2 separate regions of the Arachis hypogaea genome follow, and region 1 is linked to region 2. Evidence: chromatin contacts called from public Hi-C data. All regions are on one chromosome and are shown on one strand. Each heading gives the region's core, a stretch centred on a gene start, on an enhancer-like site or on the middle of the called end of the contact. The rest is flanking DNA. Distances are from core to core; before and after follow the strand shown.

Evidence for each region. A called contact is a pair of places that touch in the nucleus more often than the background predicts.
Region 1: a Hi-C map of leaf shows a contact between it and region 2, with 2.0 times the contacts expected there. The contact joins the enhancer-like site here to the promoter of LOC112702267 in region 2. A contact is called at or near these places in 3 of 8 Hi-C or Micro-C datasets (leaf and an unstated tissue).

Annotation. Positions count from the first base shown.
Region 1 is chr7:6,956,078-6,961,329 of arahy.Tifrunner.gnm2.J5K5, forward strand. No RefSeq gene overlaps it. Among protein-coding and RNA genes, the nearest start is that of LOC112702269, 29 kb to the right of the region's middle. Within about 2 kb of position 3,339, at least 1 of the 3 cell types and tissues checked has open chromatin away from gene starts, as enhancers often do.
Region 2 is chr7:6,917,981-6,922,664 of arahy.Tifrunner.gnm2.J5K5, forward strand. LOC112702267 (inositol diphosphatase DSP4) reads right to left here and starts at 2,074. Exons shown (of 6, transcript XM_025753237.3): 1 at 1,354-2,074; 2 at 1,164-1,257. The coding sequence starts at 1,634.

The sequences.
Region 1 (5,252 bases), core at 2,089-4,588, 39 kb after region 2:
GATGATGATAGATGCAAATTGATAAAGCAGAGAGATTCATAAAAGATCTGAGACATAAACAAAGGTAGACGCAATATGAAACAAAGGATTTGGCACAATTTTTGCAAAGACTGCAATGACAAAGAAGACGGGTAAACGAGAGAAGGCGCAAATTTTATCTAAAAACGAATAAAAGAATGTAACTATTTTGGAGGAGCGATAAATGAAGATAAATAATAGAAAAAAGGGAAAAAGTCACAACAATGAATATGACAGCGACACAGATGACAATAACAGAGAATCTTGATCTGGATGAAGGAGACGAAGGAGGCGAGGCCCTTAAAAATGATGAAGTGGGAGAGCATTAAATAAGAAGAGAAAATATTTAAGAATTTTATAAATTATATATTAAGAGTAAAATTATTCAAATAATTGTATAATTTTTGTCTAATTTTAAAAATTTATATCTCATTATTTAAAAGAGATACAAATTATATGTGTTTAGTGTGTAAATATATATAATGATATCTTTCATAAATAAATTTATGTTTTATAAATAAACCTTGAATATACTAGTGTATCAGCAAACAAATACTACCTAAAACTCAAGCCACGTCACTTCTCTTGGGACATTATAGGTATATATGGGAGAATTATTTCTAAAAGTTAGAAAGAAACAAAAAGAAAAAATATAGGTAAATAATGAAAATATTAAAAAAATATGAATAATGAATATATTGAATGTTTAATTTACTAGGTGTATGGATGGTTATATTAATATTAAGATTTAGGTAAGTAATTTAAAAATATAATATATTTTTATATTATTGAACCAATTTTAAAATCCATTGTTCACAAAAATAATTGTCTACTTAATAAAATCTAAAAAAAATCATTTTTCCAGTGATAACAAAAAGATTTTATTTTGTCTCAATTTCTTTTTTGGAACATAGTAGGTAGGGGTGCACATGGGCCGGGTGAAGCCGGGTTTGATGTGACCCAGACCCGGCCCGAAATATACACCGGATCTATTTATTAGACCCGAATCCGGCCCTAGACCCGATGAAACCAATACACTTTCGGGCCACAATTATACCGGGTGAAAACCGGGTGAAAACCGGGCCGTTAACATTACATTACGTTGATACCTTCTTGTAAGCTAACATGTAAAAAAATTTAAATTTCCAAGACTCCAACCATTAGTTAACATGGTAAAATTCACTTAGAAAAATATAACAAGAACCAACCCTTCTTTAAAATTAAAACATAACCACAATCAATACTAAAGCATAACCACAATCAATACTAATATTGTCTAATAATACCAAATATTTAAATCAATACAAATAACACAATCTTATGTATTAGTCTAAAGTCTTATGCATTCTAAACATAAAATATTAATTTATAGTCTTATAATGACTAATAATACAAAATATTAAGGTTTACAATACTTAAATTCCACATAAGAATAGTCATAATCTATCACTAATAACACAAAATATTAATTGTGTATGATGACCGGGCCACCGGACCAACTTCGGGTGACCCGAGATATGGCCCGGACCCGACCCAAAATAATGACCGGGTCTATTTTTGAGACCCGTACCCGATCCTAGACCCGATGAAATCACACCAAATTAGTCCCTAAAGTGTTCGGGGCCGGGCTGGGCCTTCGGGCCGGGCCGGGTCTGTGCACCCCTAATAGTAGGTCTGAATTTAAATTCCTGGATTCTTGGTGCTGATAATATCTAAATAAATAACAAATTTTCTTTTATTTTGTTCAACATTATGGTATCAGTTGTCTGGGTTATGCTGGTCCCCTTTTCATTGTGCGCAAATTGCTTGGTTCATAAACAAAGGACGGTTTCCATCTCATTCATCATCTGAAGCCATTACTCAATAAATTAAACCTTGTAGGGCATTCTATATTTAAATTTAATAAACCAAATTGTTCAAGCAATGGCCTTAGAAGTAACTTTATGGAATGTGCCTTAGCTTCTTGATGATATAGTTATTATTGATTGGTCCAATAATGGTTCATTTATATATGTATGTCAGTGTATGTGAAAGTCATAGTCATTGCTTATTGCTTAGGAGGACATTAATTATTACTTTACACTTAGTTTGATATACAATTATTTTCAAGTATTAATTATATATATAATAGCCTTTAATTATTGGGTCAAATTAGACCAACCCCCTCTGTATAATAGGCACATTGATGTGTCAGAATACAATTAGGGTAGCAGAAGGAAGAGAATTCCAAGATGATAGCCAATGCATTTAGTATTCCACTAATAATTATCTTAAGTGGAAGGTTTTTGTATTTAAATAAAATAAAAAGATTTTAAATTATCTGATTTTTCTAAAACAGTTTTTAAAACATGAATTTTTTATTTTTATTAATATATAAATCGTTCAAAAACTTTATGTGTTTTAGATTATATATTAAATTTTATGTCTTAGTATAATTTATATTTAAAAATCTTTTCGATAGTTACTCATAAATTATCCTAGAATAATAATGAGCTTTTTAAAATAAACGTAAATCGTCTCACCTTGTGATGATTTATGCTATTCTCTCAACACACAATACTTTAGAACGATTTATATTCAATTTTAAACTTTAAGAATATGTGATAATTTATGTGTTAGAGGCTAACGTTTAAAATTTTGTGACGATTTACATGTAGATAGATAAAGTTCAAAATTCTGAGACGATTTATAAAGACAATAAATTTATAAATAAACGAGTATGGTGTATAACGAGCCAGATATGAATTGAGAATTTTGAAAGAGATGGCTAAGAATGTGTTTTTATAGTTCATTATTGAGAAAAAATTGATGAAAACACAAATGAAAGTGTTACATTCTCTAGTAAAAAGTAGATTGATGTGTTTGTAAATCCATGGAAAAACGCCAAAAACTCCAAGACTACAGCAAATGTTAGTGGCCCAACTAAATTCTTAACATTCCGATTAGCAATTCTGCAGAGATACCTGTATAACTAGGATAGAGTGGCCAAAACCCAACTATACTTGCCGAGTCCGTCGAAGTCCGCAACATAGAGAAGCCATCGTAATGAACTTTAGCTAGCACCAAACTTGTCCTTGAGAAACATTATGGACAACAACATTATAATATAACCACGCACATAAACCTGTACCGTGGCCTCTGATGCATTAGCTGACATGACTCTGAATTTGTTTTAAAACCAGGAAAATGACACGGTGAACTCATCCATACAATGTCGGTTGGAAGTTCACCAAACAATTCTTCAAACCACACCCATGCAGGCTTTTCCATTCCATCAACTGCTCAAAGTTGCTGAGATATCTTCTAACTGCAAATCCATCAATAGGGAGGCCGAACTGATATGCCACATCCTATAAATTTATCGTGCACTCCCTAAAAGGCATGTAAAACATGTGGGTTTCGAGACGCCATCGCTCCACAAATATACTAATCAGTGGCTCATCAAACTTGAACTAATAATCATTCGGCCTTGCAACATGTAGTAATCGGATACTATCTAGGTATGACAACATTATACGGTCATGCATTATCATTTTCTGTTGCCTATGAATGCTCCTAACACATCGAATTGGCTAATAAAACAATAATATACAGTCGCAACTCAACAACGCATAATAGCAACAAAAACATATATTAAAAGTGAAATCCTTCATAACCCTACAACAATAAAACCTCAAGTTTTCTAAGCATTTTAAACCTAATAAATTACCAAACAATTAATTCACAAAGCAGATGACTTGTTTAACTTCATCATTAAAAATTTCTATTGTATGAATACACCTATGGCCAATTTCAAACCGCTTACAAACTACTCTCATGTGATATATATTAAGAAATTACATTAAGAAAATTTAATATATTACTGTCATCAACTATATAAATTACAAATAAGTTTAACAATTAATCTCTTCGTCGACAAATCCCGTAACATGCGCGATACCATTTAATCGGTACATGTCTCCCTCATTTTTCGTTATCATTCACCGAAACTGGTGTTCCCCCGCCCTGCCCTACCTTGCCCCGCCGCGAATAGCCTTGCACCGCCTCCCACCGGCGCTTCCACCACCACGATTCTCAACTATCGTCACCGCTCTTCGCCTCTGGCTGCACCGCGTGCACCGCCACTCACTTGGTTGTGCCTTGCTCCGCCGTTGACCCCAACGATTCTTTTTCCTCCCCCGTCGTTGACCACCTTCTTCCCTAACTTTCCTTCTCTCCAAAACCTTTCTCGCCGTTAATGAGGGTTCTCTTTGCCAAACGTAATTCGTGGGAAGCTATTTAGGGTTTGATTCTACGTATAAATCGTCACATCTTATAGTGCATTAGCTTATTGCACATAATCGTGCTAGGCTGCTGTGTGTTGTGGGATGCACATAAATCGTCCTATCCTAATGTGTTTTAGGGTAAAAACGTGTAAGCTCATTTACCCTGCAACGATTTATGTTCATTTTGGCAAGTTTATTAACCTGAAACGTTTTATGTTATTTTTTAAAAGATTTTCAGGCATAAATCGTCTTACGGTGTAACGTTTAATATGTAATTTAATACACACTGTCCTAAAACAATCTATATATTAATTATAATAGGAAATTCGTGTTTTTAAAATTAATTTAAAAAAATCAAGTAATTTTGGAGTTTCTTTATTTTATTTAAATAAAAAAGTCTAAACAGAAGTTTTATTTTTTTTCTCTATTTATTTATTTTTATTACCTTTCAAATTAATGAATAAGATTATTATTTTATAAATTATATAAGAATGTCTTACGTTTTTGTTTATCTTCTGAAAAGATTAATTAAAAATTAAACCATATGCATCCTAGGTATTATTACTACAAGGACAATCTTCTGAGTCAACCAAAATTAATTATTTGGTGGCGGCAAATTTATTTTTTAGAAACAACTACATACTCAAAATTTAGAATTCAAAATGTTTGGTTAACACAACAACTAGGCAATTAAATTATGATGATTGCTACAGTGCTTATAAATATTTGCCTAATTTTTTAAAAGGGTTAAAAATTAATATTTAATTTTAAAAATATAAAAATAAAAAATTATTAAATATTTAAAACTTACCATATTAAGTAAATTAGGCAAAAGTTAGGCACCATATTATAAGCATCATAGAATTCACCTTAAATTATATACTCGCTCATTAGCACAATTTAGAATGTTTGATAAATGCTAGAGCAATTTTTTTATTAAATGGTTAAAAGTTATTATTGAATTATTAG
Region 2 (4,684 bases), core at 824-3,323:
AGCATGATATTTTCATATTCTAAAGTTGGTATACTTTCTCTCTGCACATAAGGGCCAATATTGAAGAGAACTCTTTTTATTTTAAAACAGAAGAAATATATGCTTCAAAATTGAAAAAGAATGGATGTAATAATCAGTAGCAATAGCATGACCAAAAAATATTATTGATATGACAACATAATAATGATACCCAAAAAGATGTAATAGTATAGTTCTCTTAAGATTTTGTTATGCACCGTTAAAAGTTGCGACATTTTAAAGTAATATCAGAAGACTGTAAAATTTGTTTAATCATAAAGTTAGAATATTTTATCAAAAGATTTTAAAACAGAACAATTAAGTCTTATCTTATTACGCGGAGTCAACTATATAAATTAGTAATATCAAATATTTTTTCCTAAATCATGTATTTGTTTAGGTTAAATGACTCTATCACTGGAAAAAGAAGAAAAATAATGACAATAACCAACTTTACAAGTTACAATATCCCCCCTTTTTCTCTCCTTTTAATTTTGCACTGCTATGTAAAAAAAAAAAATCATTTAATTCAAACATTTCTTAAAGAAAAGCAGACTACTCCACAAGTTACTGATGTAATAATTAATGGTCCCATTTCATTCAATAGGCCACTAATTAATTATCCACACCAACTTGAATAAAACCTTCCAAAACATAACAAATAGATGAGACACAATTCATTTCAATTGGATTAGATATATACAATAAAATATTTTTTTTGAAATTTATGCTGATAGAAGAAGATACATGAGTGGACACATTTTTTTAAATAATAATCTCTTTTAAATTTGTTTGCATTTTTATATAGATTTCTTTTTTTTTATCTTATGATAATTTTTTTTAGTTTAACAATACAAAAATTGAATCCTAATTCTTTTAATTATAAAAATTTTAATATTATATTATGATATCATTTTTCTCAAAACTAAACTAATAAAAAAAGACTTATAAATGATTATATCTCTAACAGTATCATTGTTATCTTAGATGGTTGTGCAAATCTTTCAGTAAGACATAGAAACCAAACACATTCAACACAAAATACTATTAGACCCAACAGAGAAACCACCCAAAATGAAAAAATAACAAAACCAAATCATCTCCTAATTAATAATACAAAAGTTCACAGATAGATAGATAGATACCTTATGACCCTCAATTCCAAATTGATAAAGCTTGATCCCATTTGACTTGAGGAACTCCATGTTAGCCTCTGGATATGGCTCAGGACATAGATATCTAAAAGAAGCAATTAATCAAAGAAAGAATAAGAAGTTAGAAGAATCGAAGAATTGGGTGGATGAAAATGAGGCCAAAAGGGTATCATATACATACATGATAGAGCGGAGAGCAAGGGTCTGAAGGAAAGAGAAGTTAGCAGGTTCAGGGAAACCAGACCTGAAAATGCCATTATCAACCATTGCAAAATTGAGGGGTGGAATGAATAGATCCTCACCCTCAACCTTGTGGCACCCATCAACATCACAACCACATGAATTATGATGGTGATTATGGAGTTCAGTGTCAGAGACACTTAGCTGGATCTTCTTGCACATGATCTTGTTCTCTTTGTGTTGGTGTTGAACCAGGTTTTGTTGGAGTTCTGCTACTTGCATATCAAAGTTGGAAACTCAGAAAAACACAAGATGGTGGTGTTTGTTTTGTTGTGGGATAATCAAAATAAAGGAAAGGAAACAAATAAGTGAGTAATATAAAAATAAAGTGAAGGGATCAAAGAGGATATTCCTTATGGGCTGCTTCTTTTAAATTTCTTGTATATGTTACTGCCTCTCTCTAACTCTCAATGAATGCTTTTTTTGACAGTTGAGAAGAAAGAAACAAACTTTGGTGAAGAAAGTTTATAACTTTGTTGAGAGAATGGAAGTGGGGTGGGGTTAGTTAAAGTGGTAGACCATATGATATGATATGAGAGAAGTGAAAGAGAGAGGCCTTTATATAAACAGACATTGAGAGAGAGATGAGAATTGGAAAAGAGAGAAAGAGAGAAATTAAATTAGAGCATATAGCACACCGTTTGGCTTAGTCATAAGCCAAATGCTATTTTTCTTTTGAAAATAATGATGTGATCATCAGATCATGTCTGCCTTAGCTTTTTTTTTTTTTTTTATCAATTGGTTGATTATTACTAAACTAAAACTGAATTAAGTTATACTTGTTAATAAAATGTAATTTGTTCCTTTTAATTAGTTTCTTGTAGATGTATTTAGCTTAAAAATATTGGATAACGACCAAAAAACGGTCTTCGGACGGCGGTTTGTGCAATGTATTTTACCCAAAACTAATTTTATATATATATATATATATATATATATATATATATATATATATATATATATATATGTATGGACTAAACGTGAAATTATAAAAATATTAAATATAATATATATAAAAAATTAGTTATTATATATTATTTATATATAAAAATATAAATTTATTTAATTTATTTTTAATATATATTTTATATAAATAATTTATTTAATAATTAATTTTAATGTGTATATAATATAATTAATTAAATTAAATCATCTAATAATTATTATATTTTCAAAAAATATCTTTATGAGAATAGCTAATTTATTCTTATTATGAATACCATAAGTTGAGATGTTAAGCTTTTCTAACAGTACAGTGTCATTTATCAAATCAAATCAACATTAATTATGGAAATTAAATACATTTTCCATTAAATGTCACTCAATAGAATTTAAAATGAGGTTCATTTTTTTTAATGACTTCCCAAAAAGAAAAATGCATATCAAGAAAAGGTTGAGTGATAGAAAAAATTTATTTTATATTGTGGGACAAGCTAAGTAATATTTAACCTTATTAATTATTGGATGATTAATCTTAATTAATATATGATCGATTATTCTAACTAATTTTTTGCATTTTTTTTAAGATTATATAGTTGCCTCATTATCTTAATTGTATAGTCTTAGATTCAAGTTTAAAATAAAAAATAAAAGAACTCGTATATTTTTTAAAAAATTTGATTAAAATTAATTGAATTAATATAGTCAAATTTCTAATAAAATAGAATCAAGTGATTTCATCAAAACAAAATAATTTTTCATGTCATTTTGCCAATATCAAATTAATTGCCTAAACTACGTACAATTTATTATTATGTCATCTTTTGATATATGAAAAAAAAATAGAGTTGACATACTAACCTAGACAACCCAATATAATATGGATGGAAAGTATTTTTTTTAAGAGTTTAATTTTGATGCACTGACAGTGTAATATATTATAGTTATGTAATTATAATTGTTTTTTTAGATGATTATTTATGCAGTTAATACAAAAGATAATTATTTTTGCTAATATAACATTATGTGATTGAATATACATATAAAATAATTTTACATTGATATAATTAAAATTAAATTTTTTTTAAAAGGTAAAAAAAACTTTTGAAACCGGGGGCAATCAAAATTCTATATATCATAACCCTTTTTCTATGTAGATGATGTAATAGTGCTATTGAGTGTGTGATTTACATATAATTAGCTTTACTTAATGGTAGTTTTTATTTATAAATGGTTGTATTAGTGATTAAGAAACAATGAATTGTAGAAGCAAAGGGTTTTGACATAGCAAATTGGAGAAGGAAAGGAAGCAAAAATTAAGGACCACACACGCCCCTGACCTCAGCACATGAAAAAGCTTTTAACACATCTTCACTCTCTACTTTCATGTTTCATCGTATCATCATTATTATTTTAATTTATTAATTTTATATAAAATTGCGGCGCGTGGGGAAAATTTAGATTCCCTTTGCCCATTCGTGTAAATTACGTTTTTACATTTTTCTTTTTTAAAAAAATAGGTGTCATAGTTGCCTTCTTTTTAAATAAATAAAAAAATTATATATTTACTACTTTACATAAAAATACAAATATTTATTATTTTATGTATTATTCTTAAATTTTGCAGCCACCACCTAATTTTGTAGCCACTATCTGCAAAATAGAAAAAGAAAAACTTTTATTGTAATTTAGTTGGAACAGTCAACAAAACTGAAATAGTAGAAAACATATTAGTTTATTGATATTTATGTTAAAAATTTTGGTTTATTAATATTTAAAGAATTATTATTAAAACTTTTAATATTAAAAAATTAATATAAAATATAGTCTTTTAAAATAACATAAAAATTATAATTTTAAAATATATATGCCAATAAATTGATTTGTATACTATTAAATTACTAATACGAGGTTATGAACTATATATAAAAAAAAAAAGCAAATAAATATGGCATTCTTATGGTTTTGTTTATGATACTAATTTTCATTGAAATTATATATACTATCACATAAACGTGGTTAAGTTGTATTAAGAAACGCAAGCTGGATAGTTGAAAAATGCATGTCAACACAATTCATCAACTAATGAAAGAATCTCATAATGTCTCAAGAGAAGCAGCACGAAGAGGAGCACATGTTAATTAGTTGTGTTTCTGTTGATTTTTCCAACCGATTGGTGTGTGTGTGAGAGTGTATGCATGTCTATAGGTGTGTATCTGGAATAATTTCTTTGACAATATTCTTATAATTGTTGCAATAGGATTATTAAATATCTACACATGATATGATCGAGTATGCACATGTTTAATTTGTGATCAACTTAAAAAAATCGG